Regions from separate parts of the Salvelinus alpinus genome. Here region 1 is linked to region 2. Evidence: chromatin contacts called from public Hi-C data. All regions are on one chromosome and are shown on one strand. The core of a region is the stretch at or near the end of the contact, and the rest is flanking DNA. Distances in the headings are between cores, read along the strand shown.

Evidence for each region. Hi-C and Micro-C count contacts between places; a contact is called where the count stands out from the background.
Region 1: a contact with region 2 is called in a Hi-C map of muscle, with 17 times the contacts expected there. The contact joins the promoter of LOC139545824 here to the promoter of LOC139545813 in region 2. A contact is called at or near these places in 2 of 3 Hi-C or Micro-C datasets (muscle and red muscle).

What each region holds. Positions count from the first base shown.
Region 1 is chr19:52,954,482-52,960,549 of SLU_Salpinus.1, reverse strand. LOC139545824 (zinc finger protein 329-like) reads left to right here and starts at 3,046. Exons shown (of 5, transcript XM_071354043.1): 1 at 3,046-5,091; 2 at 5,232-5,335. The coding sequence starts at 4,806. LOC139545981 (a long non-coding RNA gene) reads left to right here. Exons shown (of 3, transcript XR_011669171.1): 2 at 273-562; 3 at 1,037-1,400.
Region 2 is chr19:52,461,502-52,467,289 of SLU_Salpinus.1, reverse strand. LOC139545813 (spindlin-Z-like) reads right to left here and starts at 1,408. Exons shown (of 6, transcript XM_071354022.1): 1 at 1,316-1,408.

The sequences.
Region 1 (6,068 bases), core at 1,797-4,296, 490 kb before region 2:
AAGAGGCTTCTTAGATTGATGGTTTAGTGTTTAATAGAGTATTTAATGGTAACTTAGAATAACATACCCTAATGCACCTGGCATAAACTTGCTGAGGCTTTCTCGAGCATGGTTATATGGCAAAGAAAACGGCTACGGATAACGCAAAGCAAACCCCCGTCTTGAGTCAATACTGCCATCTATTGGTAAACATAAATATACCAGGTTACTACACTACAGATGCCTTGTAACTAGATATTTTTTCAAAACGATTGCCTACATTTACCGTGTAGGGCACTGCAAGGTTGGGTGACCAGAGCCATCTGGGACTGCCTCTTGGGGGAATTCAGGCGTGTGAAGTCTTCCTGTGTCCTGCATAACTTCATGAGGATGGACACAAGGTCCAGGAGGGGATATACAGCTCGCTGCCATGTGCCAGAGGAGAAGTCTGCTGCTCTGCAGGATGTTTCAAGGATGGGGTCCAACAACACAGCAAGAGAGGCAATCTGTGTGCAGGAGATCTTTACCTCCTACTTCTTTCTGTACTTGGGTTTCTGTACAGCACTTTGAGATATCAGCTGATGTAAGAAGGGCTATATAAATAAATTTGATTTGATACTACTTCGATGAGGGTGCTGTTCCCTGGCAACACCATAGACTACACTTTGCACAACCAAAGGCTATTTTTTTAAGAGCCACCCACATTGTAATAAGAGTATTCTTCCATTTACTTAGCTATGTCAACTGCATTTATTCAATTTTCAGTTTCTCTCCCTTTGACTTCTACATCTCAGGTGAGGGTTCTGTTTAGGTAAGGATGTGATATCTGTACAAAACAAAACAGGCTATTTTAAGTCCACCCAGGTGTTGACCTTGGTCAGGTCAACAGGAAGTATAGAGATGCTTTACATTGAAATACAGATATATGTAGTCCCAGAATTAATGATCCAAGGTCAGCTTTGCATTTCACCTCCTGATGATTGATGACAGGCAGAATATTTTTTTTAAAAACAAGGCTTAAACATGCTCTCTGTCTCCATCTGTCTCTCGTCTGCAGGTATGTCTTGATGTGAGAGGATGCCAACCCTGAGTCCAGTCATTGCCAACTCACCCGCTATTAAGATAACCTTTGGGCTGACTGGGAGCCCAAGGCTGGTTAGGAGACACCACTAGAGACACCATTATGTAATTATGATGAACAGAGAATATTAGGGTAGCACTGTGATTCATTAATCATATGCTGTCTTCCCTGATCCTCTGTTACCTCTTTCCCATTCTCTTTTACACCTCTCTCGCCACCTCTTTCTTCCTGTTTTTATAATGCACACCAGATGTGCATTGAAGTACAGATTGAACTTGTATTTATAAAATTACAATTATAATACATCTATTATGTATTCATAACACTTGGATAATTAACTTCTTTCAATAAAGCGTTTCACATTCTCTACTGGTTGAAATTAAGTGTCTCATTTGATTAAATGCTACACCTATCCTGTGTTTCTCAGATCGATGCAGATGAAGGAAATTAGATATTGAGACTAACCGGTTTTAGAGTATTTACATGATGCAAAGGAAGTGTAGTGTACTGTTTTTTAAATTATATTTCTGTATATATGAATTACAAATCAGCCTTTAACTAGTTAAATCATGTTTATAGTCTATTGCATAGTTACAATGTGTGCCCATTGATGTCCCAGGATTGGTAAACACTGTTTAAGTGTATATTTGTAATACATATGCACAGACACAGCATCATTCAAAGACTGGAATTTGATACTCCTGGTTTTGGATATGACTGAAAAATACTGCACCTTTATTTGCCAAGGTAGAGTACATGATCAGACAATATATTAAATGTACAGGCTACAATGTGGGGATCTCATGCATGGCAATAACTACATGTATATCCGACTTGTATCCTTGGCACAAAGTTATATTACACTCAATCCATAGGCTTCATTAATGTAATTCAGACCAATTTGAAGTTGATACAGCTGGCTATGATAGCTGAGGTTCATAGCTAGGTTCTGAACTAATATGTATACCAAACGTTTTAGGGTCCATACAAAGATTGGCTACATAGCTAGCTTCACATCCATAGGCATACAGGTATTTTTATCCTCTACTGCACAATAACTGCATTACATGGCAAATATCAGCAAGGCAAGCTTACAAAATTGTACATTCAATTTGTAGTAAACGCTTTAGCTAGCGAAATGTTTTACATCAACTGTTTCACAAGACGACAGCCTGGTATGCTGGTTGTTTCAGGAGTCCCTAAAACATTAAACAAACATAATTACAATTTCATACTCATGTCACAACACCCATAAAGCTAGCCAGCTAACGTTAGCTGGCTAGCTTAGAGCAGTAGAGCATAGAGCAGTAGAGTAGAGACATTTACAGAAGTTGCACACATGGGGAACCATTTCTGTAGCCTAGGATCCAGGAAAAAATGTCCCTTTTCAAAACGCACTTCATGCAATTCTGTAACGGTCTTGAGACGACAGACACTGGGAGACGGGAAGCATGTACATGGTGAGGATTTAATAATAAATAGACATAAACAAAGCAAGAACAGCGTCTGGCCAAGAGAAACAAAAAAAACCCATCAAAGTAGACACGTGAATGAAACTGAGGAAGCGACAGATATAGGGGAGGCAATCAATGACTTTGACACATTTATTTAAATTGATCAGGGGTGCTGCAGTTCCTTAAGAACCCCTTTCGCGGCTTTGATTCTATAAGGAAATAAATGATGAAGTGCAACGCTGGAGAGATTAGAGTTGCAGGCTCATGTCTATCAGAGCAGAGAAGGAGAGAGATCATAGAAAGTGAATCTCATTCTAGTTATGTAAGAGATACTGTCACGCTTATCACACAGCAACGGCTATGCGTTGGTCTCAAACATAGGCTACAATTGTTCCGCGAACCATGAAACGGGCCACCCCAACCCGAATCAACTCTTAGAATATTCACCCCATACAAAACCAATTAGTCGATATAATCGAAATCACGCGATATGAATCAGACAGTGGGGCGCCGCCTGACCCACTAGTTGGTCAGAAGGTTTAAATCAGCGTTTCATAGCGTAATTTTCGAGTAGGCAGTAATGGTCATTTTTATTGTGCTTTAACTGAAATTAGAAGAAGATCTTCTGATGTCCTTTCCCTTCGTCAAAGGTACATAATACATTTTTAAAAAGTGTTTTTACCCCGGGATAGCCCGCTAATATGACCCATAGTAGGGAATAACATTCATTGAGTGCAATTCGATCTACAGTGCATTTACACGACGATATGAAACGTTGATTTGAACCATCTGATCTACTAGTAGGTCAGGCGGCGCCCCACTGTCTGATTCATATTGTTTGATTTCTGATGATAGTTGTCGATTATATCGACGGATTGCAATTGTATCGGGTGGAATATTAGGCCCGGGCTGAAAATAAATTTTTTCACATTGTTTTTTTTTTGGTTGCAGGACAATTAACGAAGAGGCAACTCTAATTAACTTTGATCGTTTTATTCAAATTTTTACATTGCAAAAAGTGACTATTATTGTTCATGTCAGGAGAGGTACCGGATACGGCTAAATAAGTTGCGGAACAAAACAGTTCAAAATGGAGAGGTTCCGGTTCAAATTAAGCCCTGTTATTGAAACTTGTCTACTATTACGTGGGGGACTTTTATTTTTTAAATTCGCAATTTCGTGTCCCGGATGTACTTTTTTGTTTTGCTGACGAGTCGCTGATCGAGGTGTCTCGTTGGATATAGAGACCGTGTGGTTTTAGGGATAACATTCCAGGAATGATAGGAGCACGTAGTTTGAATCGAATAATAGACAGAAAGAAGGAGCAAAGCCTATCGATTTTACTGTCGTTTGATGAAGTGGTTCTCCAAACGTATGTAAAACCTGGATATGGGATATATGCAGTGAGACCGCACTCACAGAAGCCGCTACAGTGTTACAATTGTAAAAAGTTTGGATACTTGGCAAGTGTTTGTCGAAGGAATAAATATGTAGTAGTTGAAGAGTCAGATTAAACATGTTGTAATTGTGATGGGAATCATGTTCCAGAGTTCTCGGAGTGCCCTGTAATGATGAAGGAGGTCGCAGTAACTAGGATCAGGGTCATCCAGCAGATATTATATGTAGAGGCAGTGAAAATAGCTGGAGTGCGTAGAGAGTAGATGGTAGTGGATGTCCCACAGTCTGCAGTGAATGCCATGCAGGAGAAGGATCCCCAAACACTAATAGTGAAGATGAAATGTGTTGCGTTTGTAGCGCAAGTGATACATTTCAGAAGTCAAACTAACGAAATCTAAGAAGCTAGACATCATTGTGAAGGCGGCAAATAGATTTATGGATCTCCAGGACTTTACAGATAAAATGTTACAGGGAATACTGAATGAAGAGGTTCCCCCTCCCATGTTCCTGAGCCTGTGTAGGGATCTGAATATTTAAACCGACTGGAGTAGTTTTTTGTTTGAAATTCAGGGTAGTAGCGTGAATTTGGTTAGTGTTTTTGGTAATAAGTATGAATTTGTAAATCCAAAACATAATTTTCTTTGGGGGGTATTTTTTTTTACTACCCCGTACAGTAGGTGGCGCAATACACATGTGTGTAGTCGGCCAATAAACCTCGAAGAAGATGCTGATCAAGAAGCTAGTATGAATAAGCAAGACCTAGCAAGAATAATGCCGCCACTGTTTACATTTTAGTGATGCTACACTAAATGCACATGCTTCTATACTTATACATAAAAAAAATTGTACAGTTCATCCATTAACTTATTCGGAGGGAATTTTTGTTTCCGAAAATGGCAAATTCCTTTGCCCTTCACACTCAACTAGCCTCCATCATGGAGGTTTTGGCCAACGCGGCCGTGGTTGAAATCTGCGAGCTTGTTGACAATGGCTATGCGGTCCTGCATTCCGAGATATCTCGAGGGCAGAAGGAGAATGAAGCTTTGAGGAGGAAACTACGGCTGATGGACCTGAAAGTGTCTCGTGCAAGTACTCTGAGAGCGGGAATGGGAAGCTCCATCCTCGCGCACAGCTGCTCTCGAGCTCACCATGACATGGAATCGAAAAGAACATCAAGCTGTAAGATTTGGTCGTGCCATTAGAGCACGTACTAGCAACATTTATTAGTTACAACATCATTTTATAAACGAAACCACTTTATCAAGACAGCGTTAATACGTGTGTGGATGCAAACCATTTCTCATGTTTACTCATTTTAGGCGATATTCAATGTCTGAGAGCAGTTGATTCCCAGTTGGTCACCAGCCTTTTTAGGGAGGGAAAGTCTTCAGGTGACACTGGACAGACTACCACACAGAGAAAGGTAAGCTTTACTTGTGCATGTGTTCCCCATTTCCCACAATATTTCAGTGCTTATCAACACAGCCAGGTCTGGAAGCAAAAATAACCTAGTAAGCAGTGCAAACCCGTTTTGGTGATTTCTGGTATATCATCAAAATAAATAAATCACAGCACGTTGTTTTTGACTCATTCAGCAATTATTACCTGGTTAAATACAATACTATTGGAAATACATTTTGAAAGTTACATTTAAATGCCTAAAAATTAAGTTGAAAATTATGCTGTAGCTGCTTGCTGTTGACATTTTGAAAAATAGCCCAATGTCAAAACACAATTTGTGTCCAAGTCAATAAACCAATATGCAGAAACAGTTTGATATATACACATTGACTATTTTTAAGAAAGCACCTTGTAAAAACTGCATAAATACCTAAACCCCTGTTGTTTTGACAATTGGCAATAAATCAGTCATTCATTTATTGCCACTTGAAACTACCAAAACTAAAAACCACATGGAAACTGGATGACGTTTTAAATCACTGGTTAAATGATAACCTGCAGAACACAGTAAGCTACATTTTGGAATGTTACATTTGGATACAGGGGTGACGAAAACAGAAAGAGAAACACAACACTGCTTTGTCAATTCCTTTGAAATCAATTGTGCGAGAGGGAGAGATGAGGCTGCACTTCTTGTTAACTTAACACAGCTCAAAAACCATCTGGGAATAATGTGTACATCACTTTTTAGAGGA
Region 2 (5,788 bases), core at 159-2,658:
TTACGTGCAGGTGAAGGTGTTGGAGTGTAATCATGTTGGCCATATTGGATTCAGAATCAAATTGATTCACACCAGCCTTTATAGTCATAAGTGTTGTAAACTACATAATAATTTTGGATGGCATATTGAATGAGGCAAAATATAAAGATAATGTGATGGCCCCATGACTTAATTGAAATACTAGGGGATAAAAGATACAAAAGTCTTTAAGGAACATTAAACCCCCCCCAAAATAAATATATATATTATAGATATTTCCACCTATTGTATCTGTGTGTTTACAGGTCTATATTTCCAAGATGCATTCAGACAGCCTAATGCTGTTTGTTTATGTATGTAGGGCTGACAGGTGACTACTTTTATTCCAAATTAGAGCAATATCAGAGCTTGCAATATTGGGTTACATGAGTTTATGTGGCCCATTCTCTTCAGTCAGGCATTATTCTGCACTTTTTGAGTTTAGGGGGATGTTTTCTTTAGAGCAGATTACAATAGCCACAACATAAAATAAAAAGTGTTACTGTATGTATTTTTTATCAGGCAGGATCATTTAGCACTGTGAGTTAAGGGTGTGTGTCACAATATCTATCAATTTAACCACTTTTACAGTAAAAACAAATGTCACACAACCATCCACTTTATACATGAGATAAACGTGGTTTATTTTACCTCAGATAGGGGTAACAAGAAAATGTGGGAGCCTTGCCACTAGCCTAATAGGCTGTAATTCCTGAAAATGTATACACAATTTGGATTAGAATTAGCTCCACCCAGTTCATACATGTTTTTTTCAAAAAATATTTACCTACAGATAACATTGAAACAATGTGTATCTGTCTCATTTCCCCCGACCTAACTATACTTTTATTTAACAGACATGGAAAGCAGTTATAGATAAGTAAATCTACTCAATATTCTCTGGAGTGACCCAAGAATGTATAGGATTGCCATTTATACAATAAATAAAAAGTCAAAGGGAGGAACTATTTTGCTTGCAGTTGCATATGTAAACACATGTGCATCCTGAAGCACTGATTCGCTTGAGTGCCAAATAGGTGGATTGACTTGATCCTAACAATGTCAGCCATGTTGAACCAGCAGTACATACAAACCCCGCATCAGTGTACAAAAACGGCGCAAGCGAACAAAGGAAGGGAAGGTATATGGTCTGTCTGACATGCATTCGAAATGCAAACAACAAACCAGTTTTATACACAAATGTCCCATGCACCCTCATAACTCCCATGGAAACTAGTGGTCGTCTGAGTCCATGCATTTCATTATCAATCGAGTGATTCGTTTGAGGGTTGCTTACCCAATGAATTGTAAATCGAATTAATTGGTCCCCTCTCGCATTTCCTCCAGCTCCGTTTGCATGCAACCCTAAAGCTATGACCGAATCCACCGCTGTGAAGCAGGCAAGAATAATTAAGTAGTTCCGGGTCATGGATTTTTGGAATCCTTCAGAATAAGAGCCCCGTCCTGTATACTTAGTAAATTAATAATTAGGTTGAAAATGATGGAAAATATGCACAACTATCTATACATGGAATAATTAAAAGTATTTTTGTCAACAATGTTTTTTGTGTGCGTACTATCATTTATTGCACCGTGTACAATTTGATGCACGTTGTGTCGCTGTAAAAGGGGGGCCCATTCTACTCAGGAGCACTTCCAGTTTCCAAATCCACAGAGTTTACACCCAGAAGAGCGTCGCTGCTCCTTCTGCAGCCCTTAAAGAGTGGAAAAAGCATCTTAAATACATTGTTGCAGTAAAAGGTTTCTACAGCCCTTAAAGCGAGTGTACAGAAGTGCAGACTGGACCACTGTTTTATGGACACAATCAATTGTTTTTCCTGCACAGTGCTTTATAAATTTATTTCAAATCAAATGTATTTATTTATATAGCCCTTCGTACATCAGCTGATATCTCAAAGTGCTGTACAGAAACCCAGCCTAAAACCCCAAACAGCAAGCAATGCAGGTGTAGAAGCACGGTGGCTAGGAAAAACTCCCTAGAAAGGCCAAAACCCAGGAAGAAACCTAGAGAGGAACCAGGCTATGAGGGGTGGCCAGTCCTCTTCTGGCTGTGCCGGGTGGAGATTATAACAAAACATGGCCAAGATGTTCAAATGTTCATAAATGACCAGCATGATCAAATAATAATAATCACAGTAGTTGTCGAGGGTGCAGCACCTCAGGAGTAAATGTCAGTTGGCTTTTCATTCATTAAGAGTATCTCTACCGCTCCTGCGGTCTCTAGAGAGTTGAAAACAGCAGGTCTGGGACAGGTAGCACATCCGGTGAACAGGTCAGGTGGACTGGGGACAAGCAGAACAGTTGAAACTGGAACAGCAGCACGGCCAGGTGGACTGGGGACAGCAAGGAGTCATCATGTCAGGTCGTCCTGAGGCATGGTCCTAGGGCTCAGGTCCTCCGAGAGAGAGAAAGAAAGAGAGAAAGAGAGAATTAAGAGAGAGCATACTTAAATTCACACAGGACACCGGATAAGACAGGAAAAGTACTCCAGATATAACAAACTGACCCTAGCCCCCCGACACATAAACTAATGCAACATAAATACTAGAGGAGGGGGGGGTCAGGAGACACTGTGGCCCCATCCGATGATACCCCCGGACAGGGCCAACTTACTTTATAAGTATCATATAGTGTCCAGAGGCCCCAGGCAAACATATTTGATCACAGTCAAAGTTTATTCCACACAAAGAGATGCATACCAAGCTCTCCCCCGCCCTCCATTTGGCAAATCTGACCATAATTATATCCTCCTGATTCCTGCTTACAAGCAAAAACTAAAGCAGGAAGTACCAGTGATTCACTCAATACGGATGTGGTTAGATGACGTGGATGCTACACTACACAACTATTTTGCTAGCACAGACTGGAATATGTTCCGGGATTCATCCAATGGCATTGAGGAGTATACCACCTCAGTCATCGGCTTCATCAATAAGTGCATCGACGACGTCATCCCCTCAGTGACCGTACGTACATATCCCAACCAGAAGCCAAGGGTTACAGGCAACATCCGCATCGAACTAAAGGCTAGAGCAGCCGCTTTCAAGGAGTGGGACTCTAACCTAGAAGCTTATAAGAAATCCCGCTATGCACACCGACGAACCATCAAACAGGCAATACAGGACAAAGATCAAATCGTACTGCACCTGTCTGAGTTTGTAATATCAACACGTTTCAAGCAGACCACCATGGTCCCTGTGCCCAAGAACACTAAGGTAACCTGCCTAAATGACTACCAAACTGTAGCATTCACATCTGTTGTCATGAAATGCTTAGAAAGGCTGGTCATGGCTCACATCAACATCATTATACCAGAAACCCTAGACCCACTACAATTTGCATACCGCCCCAACAGATCCACAGATGATGCGATCTCTATTGCACTCCACACTGCACTTTCACACCTGGACAAAAGGAACATCATGTGAGAATGCTATTTATTGACTAAAGCTCAGCGTTCAACACCATAGTGCCCTCAAACCTCATCACTAAGCTAAGGACCCTGGGACTAAACACCTCCCTCTGCAACTGGATCCTGGACTTCTTGACGGGCCACCGCCAGGTGGTAAGGGTAGGTAACAACACATCCGCCACGCTGATCCTCAACACGGGGGCCACTCAGGGGTTGAGTGCTCAGTCCCCTCCTGTACTCCCTATTCACTCAAAACTGTGACATCCATCAGGCCCCCGAGGACTGGAATTGCCCACACCTGGCCTATAGGGAGGAGGTCAGACCCCTGACAGTGTGGTGCAAGGACAACAACCTCTAACACAATGTGATCAAGACAAAGGAGATGATTGTGGACCACAAGAAAAGGAGGACTGAGCACGCCCCCATTCTCATCAACGGGGCTGTAGTGGAGCAGATTGAGAGCTTCAAGTTCCTTGGCGTCCACATCACCAACAAACAAACATGGTCCAAGCACACCAAGACAGTCATGAAGCTTGCACGACAAAACCTATTCCCCCTCAGGAGACTGAAAATATTTGTCATGGGTCCTCAGATCCTCAAAAGGTTCTACAGCTGCACCATCGAGAGTATCCTGATGGGTTGCATCACTGCCTGGTATGGCAACTGCTCGGCCTCTGATCGCAAGGCACTACAGAGGGTAGTGCGTATGGCCCAGTACATCACTAGGGCCAAGCTTCCTGCCATCCAGGACCTCTATACCAGGCGGTGTCAGAGGAAGGCCCTAAAAATGGTCAGGCTCCAGCCACCCTAGTCATAGATTGTTCTTTCTGCTACCACACGGCAAGCAGTACCGGAGCGCCAAGTCTAGGTCCAAGAGGCTCCAAAATAGCTTCTACCACCAAGCCATAAGACTCCTGAACAGCTAATCAAATGGCTACCCAGACTACTTGCATGCCCCCCCCCCCCCGGAAAACTGCTGCTACTCTATTATCTATGCATAGTCACTTTATTAACTCTACCTACATGTACATATTACCTCAATTACCTCGACACCGGAGCCCCTGCACATTGATTCTGTACCGGTACCCCCTGTATATAGCCCCGCTATTGTTATTTACTGCTGCTCTTTTATCATTGGTTATTCTTATCGCTTTACTATTTTTTGTATTTTCTTAACTGCATTGTTGGTTAAGCGCTTGTAAGTAAGCATTTCACATTTTGGCGCATGTGATAAATAACATTTTATTTGAAAATAACATGCAAAACAGGTAAGCCCCCCCAAAACTTTTTTTAATTGTTTTTTTTATCTTTAGATAAAAATGTGGGTCTCAAAACAGGTATTGGTGCTGAATGACTGGTCGCCACTATTCCTGTCAGACAAAAATTGAAGGCATGGTACTTTGCACAAGCCGTGCACTTTTAAAATGGCTGTGTTTCTATGGGAATTTGTGCATGTTTGGATCGCCGACATTAGGTAAAAGACATGACTAAAAATAATAATAAACATCTCCTTTTGGAACAGTAATTGGTGACATTTTCTTTCAAATTTAGACTTTCAAATCGCTTATTCCCCAACATTCGACCATCACGCCCAATTTTGGCAGGTCATCCAAAAAGTTAGATATTGCAACTTTAAAGATAACCCATTGGCCCATTGACTACTTTTATGGCGACAACATTAAGTTGTAAAATACTGAATTTACCCTTTTAATGTTAATCTTTCAACATAATTAAATGCACTAATGGGTTGAACAGGATTAATAGTGATGACATGACCAAAAGTATGTGGACACCTGCACCTCAAACATCTCATTCCAAAATCATGGACATTAATATGGAGTTGGTCCCCCTTTGCTGCTATAACAGCCTCCACTCTTCTGGAAAGCATTTCCACTAGATGTTGGAACATTGCTGCGGGGACTTGCTTCCATTCAGCCACAAAAGCATTAGTGAGGTCGGGCACTGATGTTGGGCGATTAGGCCTGGCTGACAGTCGGCGTTCCAATTCATCCCAAAGGTGTTCGATGTGGTTGAGGTCAGGGCTCTGTGCAGGCCAGTCAAGTTCTTCCACACCGATCTCGACAAACCATTTCTGTATGGACCTAACTTTGTGCATGGCGGTATTGTCCTGCTGAAACAGGAAAGGGCCTTTCCCAAACTGCCACAAATTTGGAAGCACAGAATCGTCTAGAATGTCATTGTATGCTGTAGCGTTAAGATTTCCATGAAAAACAGCCCCCGACCATTATTCCTCCTCCCCCAACCTTTACAGTTGCCACTATGCATTGGGGCAGGTAGCGTTCTCCTGGCATCCGCCAAACCCAGATTTGTCCGTTG